Regions from separate parts of the Mus musculus genome. Here regions 2, 3, 4 and 5 are each linked to region 1. The links are chromatin contacts, called in public promoter capture Hi-C maps. All regions are on one chromosome and are shown on one strand. The core of a region is the stretch at or near the end of the contact, and the rest is flanking DNA. Distances in the headings are between cores, read along the strand shown. Region 1 holds the start of Map3k7 (mitogen-activated protein kinase kinase kinase 7). Region 2 holds the start of Srsf12 (serine and arginine-rich splicing factor 12). Region 3 holds the start of Pnrc1 (proline-rich nuclear receptor coactivator 1). Region 4 holds the start of Pm20d2 (peptidase M20 domain containing 2). Region 5 holds the start of Rragd (Ras-related GTP binding D).

Region 1 (2,700 bases), core at 36-2,535:
CTTCCTCTGTCTCAAACCTTCCCCTATCCAGCACACTTTTTCTAAGATAATCATGCTCTCAATGAACACACTCATCTCTGGTTAGTTTTTGTGATACAAAGATATGACTTAGTAGTCCTCTAAGGTAAAGATGTATTTATTGATTGTTAATTTGCTTGCATCTTTTAACTCCTTACTATAATACTTTAAAAATGAAGAAAAGACAACTCAGTCTAGCTATAAAAAACCCACACATTAAGGCACAGAAAATGCACAGTGCTCTTAAAAAACGGTTAAACTCATAGAAACTGCGTGAACGCGTTTCTAACCAAAGCTTCAACGAGTTCTAAACGGCATTTTGAATATATGTACAGATTTTTTCCTCTTCAGTAAATATTAAGACTCTTAGAAGTCACTGGCCCCACTGTGAATCTGAAAATAGGCGATGAAGTGAAGACACTCTTCCACCTGAACATTGAATTTATTCGGTTTTTCTAACAGCGATTTCTGGTGTAGCGTAATATTCTGACTGTCACCATAATCACTACTTGCCTCTTCAGACTATGCTACTTGAAACATGTTTTCATAACAGACTTAACGTTACTAGAGATTGAAATTCATCTACAGAGCCCAATAGAAGGTAGAACTACCTACGGTATCAGAGAAAGAAGAATCCGGGACCAGGGGAAGCACCGTGAGACGTTCGACGTTCTCTTTACCAGCCTGTCCCAAGCATCCTTTCGTGTCACACACTGCGCTAGAAGTCACACAGACAGACAAGACAGACATACAGACAGACAGACAGACACACACACACACACTATCCTGGACTCTAACACCACTACCAGCGAGCTGAAATCCCGCGGCCACCAAACTTTGCTCAATCTATTTACGGATAATTGAACTGCCGACCACATAAGAATCAGGTAGAGAATCACAGATTCAGACTCAACCCCCGAAGCCCATGGGGAAGCCGCCTCCCGCCCGGGATCCCAGGCGGCGCGGGGCAGCAGGTCTCGGCCTCGCTCACCTCTTCCACCTCGATCTCCTTGTAGTCGATCTCTTCGAAGTTCAGGACCTGCGACGGCGCTTCGATCATCTCACTGGCAGAAGACGAGGAGGAGGACGAGGCGGCGGAGGCTGTCGACATGATCCCCCGCGGCGCCCGGGGGGCCGCGCCCGCCCTCCGGCTCGCGCAGCGCCCTTCAGCCCGGAGCCCCGCAGCCCCGCCGCCCGGCGCTCCGTGGCGCGGGACCGACCCGGGCCACCGCCGAGTCCCGGCTTCGGCTCCTCAGCGCTTTCCGTCGCCGGGCCCCGCCCACCACACTTCCAGTTCCGGTTTGAACTCGGAACTGGGAGGGAGGAGGCGCGCCTGCCGGACCCGAGCGGGGAATTTCCTGACCCGGGGAGCGAGTGAGGGAGAAGCCGGGGTAGGGGCGGAGTGGAGGAGGGCGAGCGCGGAGCCGTGGGCCCGAGGAACAGGTTTCGCGAGACTTTTGCGAAAGGGCCTCGGCGGCAGGAGGATACCGCGAGACTGGACGCCGTGACGTAGTAAATGTGCGCGATCGGAACTGGCGCGGAGCGAGCCCGAAGGCGGACCGGTTGGTCCTGCGGGATCCAGCGGGAAAGATGAACTCCGTCGCTTTCTGCCTGTTTCTTTTGAGCCGCGTCGTGCCTTCCCCTGCTCTGTGCTGGGCGGTCTGCGGTCAGGCAGCCTAGGGTTTGTCTTGTGCTCATTGGGCACCTCTTCATGTCGGGTTTTCAGCCGTGAGCCCGTTACTTTTTTAAGCGGAACCCCGAGCTGGCGAGGGGGTTCGGGAGCAGCGGTTAGCGCGCGCCATCGGGGGGAGCACCGTGACGCGTGAGCGCTCACTAATGGAAGTTAGCATCGTAGAGAGACACCAGTGGCGTTTTACACACTTCCTAAGGCAGTTCAGATGGCTTCGCTTTGTCACCTTCCCGAGGCTGTCGTCCACAACAGCCCCGAGGGTTTGGTTTGAGAATCCGTGGACACACCAAGACGACGGATTTTAAGAGGAGCCACTATGCCTCAGAGCTATAAGGAGAGTCACGCTTCATTGTCCTTAATGTTTATGTACAGCATTTTGGCGACCTTTGAGGACATTGTCTTTGAAGGACTAATGTCTCTGAAGGATTGTTGAGTTTAAGGGAGATCATAGGGTGGTTCCTGAAGACTACCCAACAAGATTAGGATTGCTACGGTAAAGCCCCATATTCCGGGGTTACTAGAGTTAAGATAACTTAATTGGAAACAAAGTTAATAGTCTAATGTCTAGGAAAGGACGAAGGGCACAGGCTTGAACCTTAGGCAAAGATCCACTGCTAGTTTAACCTAAGATACCTTTATAGGAAGGAATGTTGCCTTTGTGTCGGCAGTCTTCATAGCAAATGTTGGTTGTACTGAGATTATTTATTTATTTATTTTTAACCCGATGAGGAGTTTCAACTTCGAATAAGGGGCACCTTTCCCTATTTATGGTCTCATAGCTTTTCCTTTCCTGCCTTTAATGCTAGTGCTGTATGCTTACTAAATACTCAGCAGTAGCATGGCAATTCAAGTTTGAGTGTCACAAGTTAGGTCAGAGAACCCCAAGATGGAAGGTATTGCCCATGTTGTATGACCAACACGATTTTAAATTTAAGCTAGGTGCTGAGTTTTAGTTGATTTGACTGGAAACCAGTGGAACCATTGGAGTTAAA
Region 2 (2,700 bases), core at 27-2,526, 1.2 Mb before region 1:
AACAGGTAGAGAAGAACCATAAAACCCAGGAATCTTTTAAAATTCTATTAACTCACAGTCTACAGTAGTGACATAAATATTTACAGTGATTAAATTTAAAGTTCTTAATTCTCCTAAAAGTAAATCCCCAGCTTGGTGGTGGGGGTCACCTGCAATGCCAGGACTTGGGAGGGAGGCCAAGGTAACAGGATCAGAAGTACAAGGTCAGCCTAGACTAGATACTACTCTCTCTCTCTCTCTCTCTCTCTCACAAAACAAAACAAAACAAAAACAAAAACAAAAACAAAACAAAACATACATTATGATTACTTCAGATAACTAACAACTGAAGAGCTGCGTACATTTGTGCCTGTTTAGGTCCAGGTAACTCCTTAAAACCCTTGAACTTCAACTTTTCCATAGGTGGCCAAGATGGCAGAACTAGAACGGGGGATTAAGTAATTCCAATGAAAGATGAAGGTGTCTATTAGTGTCACGCCTCCCATTCTCTCTCCGGCTCCTATTAAAGGAAAAGGTGCGCTAGTCTGAAAAAAGGGCATTTCTTCAGCTCTATGCCTGGCAACCATCTGGACAGAATTTTCAAAGAGGGATGGAGGAAATAAAGACTTCCTGCACCATAATGAAGCCTAAGACTGTTCCCAGGACTCAAAGAAAACCATAGAAATCGAACTGACTAGTCTTTTGTATATTAAATGTGGGCCATAATCACTGTCTGAACAGTGCAGAGGAAATTGCAAGGCCTAAGGTGTGCATCCTGGGGAGGAGACAGCCCCAGTTCCTCCGGAAGGTTAGTGGGCGGCGCCTGCAGAGCGCAGTGCCACCAGAGCCAGGGCCAGCACTGCCACCACAGCCGGAGCCACCCAGCCCGCACCTTGACGCCGGGCCAACACCTGACATCACGACCGCACCCCAACACCTCGCCCACACCCCAAAACCCAGATACTCCGACAGCCCGCAGTGGCACCCCTACGACACCTGGCCAGCATTCCCAACACCCGGCCAGTGCCCCAACACAAGACCGGTACCCTGACGCCCAAATGGCACCCCAACAGCTTGCAGCTCGGCACCCGGGGTACCCGGGCGGCATCGTCATCCAGACAGCCCCCCACTGCCCACCCCGTACCCCGACAACCCGGCGCCCCGGCCCGTGCCCCCGCGGGGTCCGGTCTCCACTCACCTGGTGGCGTCTGCGACGTTCCTGACGAACAGGGAGGTGTTGGGGGGCCTGGTGTAGCGAGACATGCCTCTCGCGGCCCCGCTCCCAGCAGCCCGCCGCGCCCCCTCCCGGGCCGGCCGCGCAGCCGCAGACGCGGGCGGGGGGCGCGGGGCCTGCGCGGCCGCGCGAGCACAGACCTTGCCACTGCCCGGGCCTCTAGGGAATAGATCCGATCCCCCATCGCTGCAGGCCAGCTAGGTGCTCCAAGGGAGACCTGCCTCTCCCAAACAGCCCCAGAAAAAGATCTCATGACAGGGCTTCGAAAGAGCCATGTGCAGGGTCAGGGAGCCACTTGTGGGCATGCAAGCTTAGCCACAGCCTTTCCCTAAAGAGATCAACTCGACCCTCAGGGAAGAAAGACTGAACACGGGCGTGGGGGTGGGGGTGGGGGGAACTGCTGCAGTACTGCAGCTTAAGCAAAAAGGCCTCGAGGCAATAAACAGGGTAAGCATCAAAGAAACCCAGACGGGAGAGCAGGCTGGGGTCTTTTGTTTGCTTGTTTACTCAGGCCTAGAATTCCTTTTGTAGTGGGCTCCACATCAGGCTGGGTTTAATGCTAGGAAAATTGAGAGTACTGTGTATTGGTTAGTGGAGCTGGTGTAATAATGCCACGCATTTGGTGGTTTAATGAAACTTATCTTGAAAAGACTAGGGATGTAACTCAATGGAAGAGTGATTGTCTAGCCTGCAGGATGCACGCTGTTCCAGTACCTGAGCAGAGACTATGGCAGAACCTGTCATCCCAGGGCATGGGGGGGGGGGGGGGGAGGACGGTGAGGAGTGATGGCAGGGAGGTCAAAAGTTATCTACTATAGAGGAGCTGGAGGCCAGCCAACTGAGACCTGTCATTACTGATAGCGCATAGATCTACTCTTACAATTTCTAGATCTGTTTTGAAGCAGCTAAGTACTTCTTTTAGTACAACAGCTTCCTGTAGGAGAGCCTGAGGCAGGAACATTTTCAAGTGCAGATGACTAAATGATATTACACCGGGGTAGCTTCGAGGTGGGGGCTGGAGAGAAGGTTCAGCAGTCAAGAGCGCTTGCTGCTCTTGCAGTGGACCCGGCCGGGTTCCTCTCCCAGTGTCCACGTGGTGGCTTACAGTTCCAGGGTGTCCAACACCCTCTTCTGGCCTCAGTGGGATGCAAGGCACACAAGTAGGCAAAACACTTACACATACAATAAAAATAATAGTTTGACAAAAGGAATACTGCATTAAGCTTGGCCGGTGTCTTAAGCAACCATGTTCAGTAACTAATATAGCTATGTGTTATTGCTTTTTCGATGTTTTTTTCTGGTACTCTTGAGGGTCCAGACTAAAAGCCCTCCGTGTCCTAGATTTTTTTTTTTAAATCATATTCATCCAAAGTTGTAGGCTTTATAACCAAAAGTACTGCTTTGTTGAATCATCTCTTCAAAGCAGCAGGCGATGCTGTACAGAGTTCAGAGGTGTATGAAGGAGTGCAATGATCCTAGTGACTGTG
Region 3 (2,700 bases), core at 158-2,657, 1.3 Mb before region 1:
GAAATCAGGAATGGATATTCCTGACTTTCACCATCATCTGTTCACTATCAAAGAATCAATGTACTGGGAGTGGCTGTGTAGAAAGAAGTAAGATGTCAGGGCTCCCTTCTGGGATCTCTAGCCTGAGAACAAAGACATTCCCTACTGCTGGCCAAAGACAATGGAACTATTCCCTGCCTCTAACCTCCTAGCTCATTCCCATCTTCTGTTCTCCTCACAGTGTGTGTGTGTCTATGTGTGTGTGTGTGTGTGTGTGTGTGTGTAGTGGAAGCAGGTTTGCGGCAGAATGTGTTTGGAAGTCAGAGGGCCACTTTGTGGTTTTGGCTGTCTTTCATTTTTAGGTGGCTTACAGGGATGGGACTCAGGCTGCTAGGCTTATATAGCAAGCATTTTAATTACTCACTGATCCATCTAGATGCCCTGCTCTTTTTATTATGAGGCAGAGTCTCATTAAATTCCCTACACTAGAAATTTCCCATCCTCTACTTCTGCCTCTCCAGGAGCTAGTGTTACAGGTCTTGACCTTGCCATACCTAGACCAGAGTTCAGATTCTTCTGTTAATTTTTTAATGATTTGTGTCTAATTCTTTAGTCTCTTGTATGCCTTACTGTAAAATGATTAAAAAAAAATTATTGGACAATGGTGACATGGGCCTTTAATCCCAGCACTAGGGAGGCAGAGACTGGTGTATCTCTGTGTTCGAGGCCAGCCTGGTCTACAGATCGAGTACAGAGTACAGCCTGGGCTACACAAAGAGTAACGCCATCTCGAAGAAAGAAAAAAGAGGAAACTAAATAAATAAAGCCCCAATCATTAAAGAAGTATGTTTCAAACAAGATGAATTACAGAAATTGGTTCTGAGGTCCTATTTGGTAACTGGTGTCTACAGTTCTTTTCTGTATTAAACTGTGAGTAGAGAATTCTGTTAACCCAGTTAGCTAGCAACTGTAGCAGAGCTGTTTTCTCTGGGTGGGACAAAGGCCAATTGGTTGGCAGCAGCATCAAGTTTCAGGGGCAATGTGAGATCTCAAGAGACTCCCAGAGATCTTTAGCTATAAAGGCAGTAAAAAATTAAAGGCCCATTTTCGGCATTATAGAGTACTTCTGATGAGCTGAAGAATCCTTCAGTAAACCCTTTTTTATTTTCACCACCAGGGTTAATTGGCAGCGTCGGAAAACCGAATGAGAAACCACATAGCCAAATTTCACTGTAGGTTAAATGGAGGCAGATCTTCACCAGTGCTGTAAATCCTTAGTGAAATAAATCCTTAGTGTTCTCCGAAATCTCTTAAAATTTTTATGTAGGGCTGAAATCGAAAACCTACAAAGCAGTCCTTTCTGGAGGTCAGAAGCTTCCTAGTTCCTCCACCGCCTCTCTCCTCCTCCTCCCCTGCCCCACCCCCAGGCTACCCCAAAGGATCGCTGCCAGGGAGGTGAGGCAGAAGTCGAACTTCATTGTTCACGGGACACTCTCGGTAAGAGCCCGTTGGGCGCGCCTGCGCAACGTGCGCTCTTTGTGAAGGGCTGCAGCAGGCTGCTTGTTTGTGTCTTGCCTCGGGGCGCGGAGGCGGGACCGAGGGAGTGGCCTGGCAGGCGCACGCGGATTGGGCCGCCGCAGGGAGGTGGGCGGGCACGGGGCGGGGCCTCGGGTAACAACACTGGCCGCGGTGGCCAGCGCTATTTGTTGCTGCGCCGCCTCGCCCGAGTCATGGTCCTTGCTCCGAACCTTCCAGCAGCAGCCTCCGCCGCCGCCCCGTGACTCCTGCTCCCCGCCTTTCTGCCGAGTCCCCGCGCCATGACCGTCGTCTCCGTCCCACAGCGAGATCTCGCTCTGAGCGGCCGCTTAGCGCCGCTCGGGTTCCTCGGGGCCCTCCCGATGGTGAACCCGGCCCCGCCGCCCTTGCCGCGCCTTCCGGACCCGCGCGCGCTGCCACCCACCCTCTTCCTGCCGCACTTCCTCGGGGGGGACGGGCCGTGCCTGGCGCCCGCGCCTCGCACCACCGCGCCGTCCGGCTGCACCTTGGCCCCGGCGGCTGCCCCGCGGGCGGCGCCCAAGAAGCGGCGGAAGAAAAAGGTGCGGGCCAGCCCGGCCGGGCAGCTGCCCAGCCGCTTCCACCAGTTCCAGCAGCACCGGCCGAGCCTGGAGGGTGGTCGCAGCCCGGCGCCGGGGCCAATCGTCGCGCAGGAGGAGCGAGGTCTGGCGGCCACTGCCCTGCTCCACAGACAGCCCCCACTCGCGAAGGAGGTAGGGCCGGTGGGGGCGGGGCGGCTGTTTACTCGGGAGGGAAGTTTCCGTGACGCTCGCTCGAGTGGTGGGGCGGAAGCGGGAGGGGGGCTGGGCGGCTGCGCTGGCGCCGCCCATTGGCTCCGGAGCCAGCCAATGGGAGCGGCGGCTACGGCCCAGCAACAGCCTGCATTTAGAAGCTTGGCGGCGCTCCAGGGGGTTTCGGCGTTCGGGGCTCAGGGACCTGCGGAGGGCTGACGTCAGCCCGCTACGTGCAGCGCTCTGGGGCGCTCATGAAGGCGGTGCTGGGTGGGGGCGGAGGCGCAGGCGCAGGCGCGGTGCCCAGTGGGGCACCGGGCGGGCGGGACCCACGCACAGCCAGATCCGCTGAGTCGGACTGCTGTTGGGAAGTTGGCAGGAGTCTCCGTCTGATGCCCGACGCGAAGGTGTCCCGGGCCCTGTGCAGGCCGGCACG
Region 4 (2,700 bases), core at 134-2,633, 1.2 Mb before region 1:
CAACCTAAATAGCAGCTTGTCTCTAAAGTTTATACACAAGCCTGTGTGTAGCTGTCTAATGAGAACAAACAGGATTTCCACTGCTATTGGCAGAGCTCTGCTGTAAAAATTTATTGAAGATGAATGATTGTGTCCATTGTGATATAAATAGATGATTTGTGAATTCAGATGTCACAAGCAATCAAGTGTAGTGGTTAGATGTTGTCTTTTGTGGAAATCTGTGCCCAGTACTTAGTGAGTTGTATAATCTTGGATGCCCATCTGTAATTTGAAGATAATAGTCACACTAAAAACCTCATAGGTTGGGATGAGAAATAGGTATTAACATTTAAAACATCCAGAAAAGCACTTGGTGCAGAGTGAGTGATCTTATTATTTTGACATTATTCTGGCTTTTAGCCAGTTCACTGAGCAAAATAATCTGGAGTCTCATAGATGCTGGAGGACTCCTGTAAAGGAGTTACAAGAGTAAAGTTAAGAAAATGACGGTGGGGCTGGAGGACCAGGGTTCAGTTCCCATTCACCCAGAGGGTGGCTCGCAATCATGTGTAACTCGTTTCAGGCGATCTGACGCCCTCTTCTGACCTCCTCAGGCACCAGACTCGGTGTGCACGCATACATTCAGACAAAACAAACAAAATAACACAAAAAAATGTTAAAAAAAGTTTTAAAAAAGGAAAGTGAGTCCATTCATGAATTTATATCACATTTATTGTGTTTAGGGAAAAGTTTCATTCGGTTAGGGTGTTAACTAAGGACAGTTTTTTTCACGTTAGAGTGTGACCTGGACTCTGGCGTTTTAGGGTATAAACTAGTAAAAATTGATTACAGTCTGCCTTTTTCTTCTCTTCATTCCTTCCACTTCCCTCGAGTTTACTCTGTATAGCCCTGGCTGTCCTGGAACTCACTTTGTAGACCAAGCTGGCCTCGAACTCAGAGATCCACCTGCCTCTGCCTCCCAAATGCTTGGGATTAAAGGCGTGCACTCCTTAAAAAAATCATATATATATATATATATATATATATATATATATATATATATATATATATGGTATCTTATTTGACCTAGTTGTGGCAATTTAAGAGAGGGTAGAATAGGAAGAACACGCAGAAGCTTTTAATACAAGAAAACCTCAGACTACTAATTATTAGGTGTGTATCATCAATAACAATTTTGAACTTGTATCACTCTGGAGGAAAAGGAGAGTATGACTTCTTGAATTTCCTCATCGGGTAACTTTAGACCCGTTATGAACACAAGCTGTGCAAATCATGTTACTTGGGCTTGTCAATCAAAATTTTGGATAAAACTTGTCCTATACAATTCCTCTTCTTAGGAGTTGGCGCCCCAGCTCCAGGCCGAGCCTTGAGGGCGGAGCTACAGGGCAACTCCTGACCTGGGGGGTGGGGGGTTAAGTTAGAGTTAGGGTGGTGCTGTACGGTGGGCGAGCGCGGGGCGCTGGTCGCCGAAGCCGCCGAGGGCGGCCGAGGACTGATTAGGACAGCCGAGCGGTGCGGACTGCCAAGGGCTGCCGAGGCGCCTAGCCTTGCGGAGGGCTGCCAAGGACAGCTAAGCGTTGCCAAGGGCGGCCAAGCGCTGCCAAGGTGCCGCCGAGCGTTGCATAGGACTGGCAAGGACTGCCGAGCGGCGCCGAGCGTTGCCGAAGTCAGATAAGACAGCCGAGCGCCGCCGAGCCTCGCAGAGGGCGGACGAGGAGAGACCGCAGCACGCCCGCGCCATGGGTCCGGTGGTGGAGCGGCCGGCCGAGCCCGGCACGAGCAGCGCCGCCGAGCTGGAGCTGCTGAAACGGCGAGCGGCCGAGCGCATCGACGAGGCGGCCGAGCGCCTGGGCGCGCTGAGCCGCGCCATCTGGAGCGCGCCCGAGCTGGCCTACGAAGAGCACCGCGCGCACGGCGAGCTCACGCGCTTCTTCGAGTGCGAGCCGCCGGCCGCCTCGTGGGCGGTGCAGCCGCACTTCGGGCTCCCCACCGCCTTCCGTGCCGAGTGGGCGCCGCCGGAGTCCGCGGCGGGGCCCCGCGCGCTGCAGGTGGCCTTCCTGTGCGAGTACGACGCGCTGCCAGCCCTGGGCCACGCCTGCGGCCACAACCTCATCGCCGAGGTCGGGGTGGCTGCGGCGCTCGGCCTGCGGGCTGCGCTGGAGAGCATCGCTGCGCCGCCGCCGGTCAAGGTGAGCCACTCCGGGCCAGCGCGGGGCGTGCCGGATCCAGCCCGGAGTGCCAGACCAGTCGGAGTACCAGACCGGTTATTTTTGGTGGCAGACAGCTGCAGTTTGCTCATTGGGTCGTGTGCTATCTGGAGGAAATAAATGGAGACTTAACAAACAAAAGATTTTGATTTGAATAATTGGTATTTGTATAGTAAATTTCAGTGTTTAGAACTACCAGGCTGCCAAACCACTAAAGAGCAGAACTAACGGAGAAGCTAACAAAACATTTACTACGTAGATAGGTTCATATTTAAGTGTACATTTTATTTCATATTAAACAGGCGTCTCGGTTCTTTAAGCAGGAAAATGTCGTGCATGTCTGTCTTGGGCAGGTCCGATCTTGTGTTTACTCTTTAGGATAGTGTATTTAATTCTGTGAGCAAGGTTATATGTCACAACTCAGCTCGGCTCACCCGCCAGTGGCAGTAATGTAATCCTCTGCAACAAACAATTTATCTCTTGTGGCCTCTAG
Region 5 (2,700 bases), core at 44-2,543, 1.0 Mb before region 1:
CGGGTACTTTCATTCCTCGGTTTCTTTAGTGTGAGACACTAAAGAGATTAATCCTTTCTCTGGGATATTTACAACTCGGAGAACGTTAACAGCCCCGTTCAACTGACCTTTTAAAGTGACCTTCCGCTTTTGTGGGGAAAAAAAATTTTTTTAAATTAAAGAAAAACATTCTGGAATCCTAAACTCAACTTCTTTGTTGTGTCCCGGGAATGAAATGCAAGCAGCCCCCAATCCGAAAGGCTAACTTCAGCTCCTTCGGCAACAACAAACAGTTGGCTTCAGCGGCCAAGGATTGCTCGCCAGGCGCCCACCCCCGGGTGCGACACGAGATGCATTCAGGGTGTCTGGGGACCTAGAACCCCGCGGTCTCCCGGGAGACGCGGATACCACCTGCAGCGCGGGCCCCGCCCCAGCGCCCCGGTCCCACGCCGCAGACCCTCCCGCGGCCACGGCGGGGAAGAATGACACGCGCAGCTGTGGGCGACCCAGCCGGCACGCTGCCGCCAGCTGCTTCTTTTAGCTCGACATCCGACCCTGCTCCCCGCCGCCGTCTGCAGCCCGGCCGCTCCCCTCCCCCACCGCAGCGCCCCGGACCCGCGCGTCCCGCATCCCCCCCACCCCCAACACACACACACACATCGCTCCCAGGGCGGGGACCGCGAGCGCTCGGCCGGTTGGCTCACCTCCCTCCTCCGGCCCGCTGTCCAGCTCGGCGTCCGAGGACTCGGGCCCATCCTCGTAGCCCGCCAGCCCCACCAGCTCATCCTCCTCCTCGTCCTCGCCGCCGTCCTCACCCTGCGGCTGCGGCTTGCCCAGCACTTGGCTCATCACGCCCACGCTTGCCTCCAAGGTCCCGCGTGGGCCGAGTGGCCCGCAGCGCCCTGGGGCCGCGCCTGGTGAGCAAGGGGGTGGCAGTGGAGCCCAGCCCCCTCCCTGCCGCTGCTGCCCGAGAAGCCAGCCGGAGCGCGGCAGTTCTCCCCGGGAGCGCGAGGGAGTGACTGCGTGACCCGAGTCACCTGACGCTTGTCACACACACACACACACACACACACACACACACACACACACACACACACGCAGCACCACCGGGCGCGCGCTCGCCGGCCGCAGCCACCGCTTGCTCGGCCACACACGTTCTCCCCCTAGAGAGAATTCGGGTGTCCAGAGCGCACTGGCCACCGCCCTCGGGGACTTCTGCTCGCTTTCTCTGCAAGCGTGGCCCGGGGACCACCCGGACCCTGCCGCCTGCTTTCTGCAGTGCCCCTGGCTTGTGCTGCGGTCTTCAGGCTTTCTACCCACACCCTACCCACCTCCACCCCACCCACCTCCACCCCACCCCAGTCTACCCCACCCCCACTAGGCTGCCCCTCAACTGTGCGGTACTCAGGCCCCACCCCCACCGCCACTCCAGCCTGCGGGAGCTGGGAGAAGTGCACAGTGGTGGGGTAGTTTCCATAGCAGCTGCCTCCTAAAGTGCCTTTTAGTTCAAAGGATTTCCCAGCAAGAATACTCCAAACTGTGGTCTACGTAGACATGTTTCCGGAGAAGTCACATGTCTCGTGATTTATATATAAACATGCTATACTAAATGATTCCTTTGCAACCTTCGGGAAAACCTAAAGTGTATAACGCCCTCGGGGCTTCTTATGCCCCAACTGCTATTGTCTCATTGGTGTAGTCCCACGTGTTTTAGGGCTTTTGTGGGAGGTGAGGGGCAGCTCTCAGATTGGAATAGAAGCGATGTGGGATGAGGAGGTGCTCTCCTCCTTCGCCAGCTGCTCAGCACAGTGTGAGCACCCTTTTCTGGGGTGGGGGGTGAGGGAGAGAAGAGGAGGGAGGGAGGGAGGGGGAGAGGGAGAGAGAGAGGGAGAGAGAGAGAGGGAGAGAGAGAGAGAGAGAGAGAGAGAGAGAGAGAGAGAGAGAGAGAGAGAGAGGAGAAAGTCACGTGCATAAACTTCCTTCAGTTAAACAGCGGGCCAGCAAGGTGATCCGGATCCTGCAGGTGCCAGCAGCTCAGCAGGTGGGGAGAAAGGCAGCTCAGCCTGGACACTTGCGGCCCGGGACAGGGCTTCCTAGGGGTCCTCGGAAAAATCTGGGTAGGAATAGGGTTACTAATCCGTGACGCATGTCCTGGATTTCTTCTAACTGGGTGGCTGCTTTCAACAGGAAAGCTTCTCCAAGGAGAGGCAGTAGAACTCTTGTCTGCATGGTCAAGGTCGTTCCTATGCCACATACAAAGATGTGAACTGAAAAAGGCTTTTGAGCGAAGAAACAGTTTTGCAGATATATAAGCAGCAGAATTTAGGGAGTACAGTCAAAGATTATCAGGTGGGAAGCTCACACCACCTCCAAATTTAGTGGGAGGAAGTGAAGGGAGCCAGTTCTGTAGAGCAGCCAGGTAGCAGCACCCCCACACCACCCCACATCCCCGCCCCCACCCTCCCCACCCTCTGGCCAAGCAGATAACAGAAGAGGGCCCTGGCTGCTTTCCTTCTTCCTATCTCTGTGTGGTCTCCTGGGAATGACTGCCATTGGTCCAACACACCCAGAAACCCGTGGGCAAAGGAAGACTGAAACCAAGTGGAGGCCAAAGGGTGGATGGAGAAAGCCGACTCTCGTTACTCTCCCCACCGGAAGGAAGCAGCCTTTTCTGACCCTCATGAGAACACCTTTACCACAGAGTTGGTAGACGTTTCAAAT

What was found. Promoter capture Hi-C pulls out the DNA fragments that hold promoters and counts their contacts.
Region 2: a promoter capture Hi-C map of pre-B cells shows a contact between it and region 1. The contact joins the promoter of Srsf12 here to the promoter of Map3k7 in region 1. A contact is called at or near these places in 2 of 39 promoter capture datasets (cranial neural crest and pre-B cells), 1 of 484 Hi-C or Micro-C datasets (pre-B cells) and 2 of 115 datasets of contacts at active chromatin or transcription factors (large pre-B cells and pro-B cells).
Region 3: a contact with region 1 is called in a promoter capture Hi-C map of pre-B cells, with 11 times the contacts expected there. The contact joins the promoter of Pnrc1 here to the promoter of Map3k7 in region 1. A contact is called at or near these places in 5 of 39 promoter capture datasets (the C10 cell line, embryonic stem cells, liver and 1 more), 2 of 484 Hi-C or Micro-C datasets (B cells and CD4 T cells), 4 of 115 datasets of contacts at active chromatin or transcription factors (bone marrow-derived dendritic cells, double positive thymocytes, large pre-B cells and 1 more) and 2 of 9 other capture datasets (adipose tissue and liver).
Region 4: a promoter capture Hi-C map of pre-B cells shows a contact between it and region 1. The contact joins the promoter of Pm20d2 here to the promoter of Map3k7 in region 1. A contact is called at or near these places in 4 of 39 promoter capture datasets (the C10 cell line, liver and pre-B cells) and 3 of 115 datasets of contacts at active chromatin or transcription factors (astrocytes, embryonic stem cells and large pre-B cells).
Region 5: a promoter capture Hi-C map of pre-B cells shows a contact between it and region 1. The contact joins the promoter of Rragd here to the promoter of Map3k7 in region 1. A contact is called at or near these places in 4 of 39 promoter capture datasets (the C10 cell line, cranial neural crest, pre-B cells and 1 more), 1 of 484 Hi-C or Micro-C datasets (regulatory T cells) and 4 of 115 datasets of contacts at active chromatin or transcription factors (astrocytes, embryonic stem cells, large pre-B cells and 1 more).

The regions. Positions count from the first base shown.
Region 1 is chr4:31,962,692-31,965,391 of GRCm38.p6, reverse strand. Map3k7 (mitogen-activated protein kinase kinase kinase 7) reads right to left here and starts at 1,285. Exons shown (of 16, transcript NM_172688.3): 1 at 1,010-1,285. The coding sequence starts at 1,129.
Region 2 is chr4:33,207,848-33,210,547 of GRCm38.p6, reverse strand. It overlaps Srsf12 (serine and arginine-rich splicing factor 12), which reads right to left and starts at 1,276. Exons shown (of 5, transcript NM_001372518.1): 1 at 1,178-1,276. The coding sequence starts at 1,242.
Region 3 is chr4:33,247,494-33,250,193 of GRCm38.p6, reverse strand. Pnrc1 (proline-rich nuclear receptor coactivator 1) reads left to right here and starts at 1,407. Exons shown (of 2, transcript NM_001033225.2): 1 at 1,407-2,246. The coding sequence starts at 1,797.
Region 4 is chr4:33,188,420-33,191,119 of GRCm38.p6, reverse strand. Pm20d2 (peptidase M20 domain containing 2) reads left to right here and starts at 1,383. Exons shown (of 7, transcript NM_001034867.2): 1 at 1,383-2,189. The coding sequence starts at 1,740.
Region 5 is chr4:32,981,591-32,984,290 of GRCm38.p6, reverse strand. It overlaps Rragd (Ras-related GTP binding D), which reads right to left and starts at 1,293. Exons shown (of 7, transcript NM_027491.2): 1 at 684-1,293. The coding sequence starts at 828.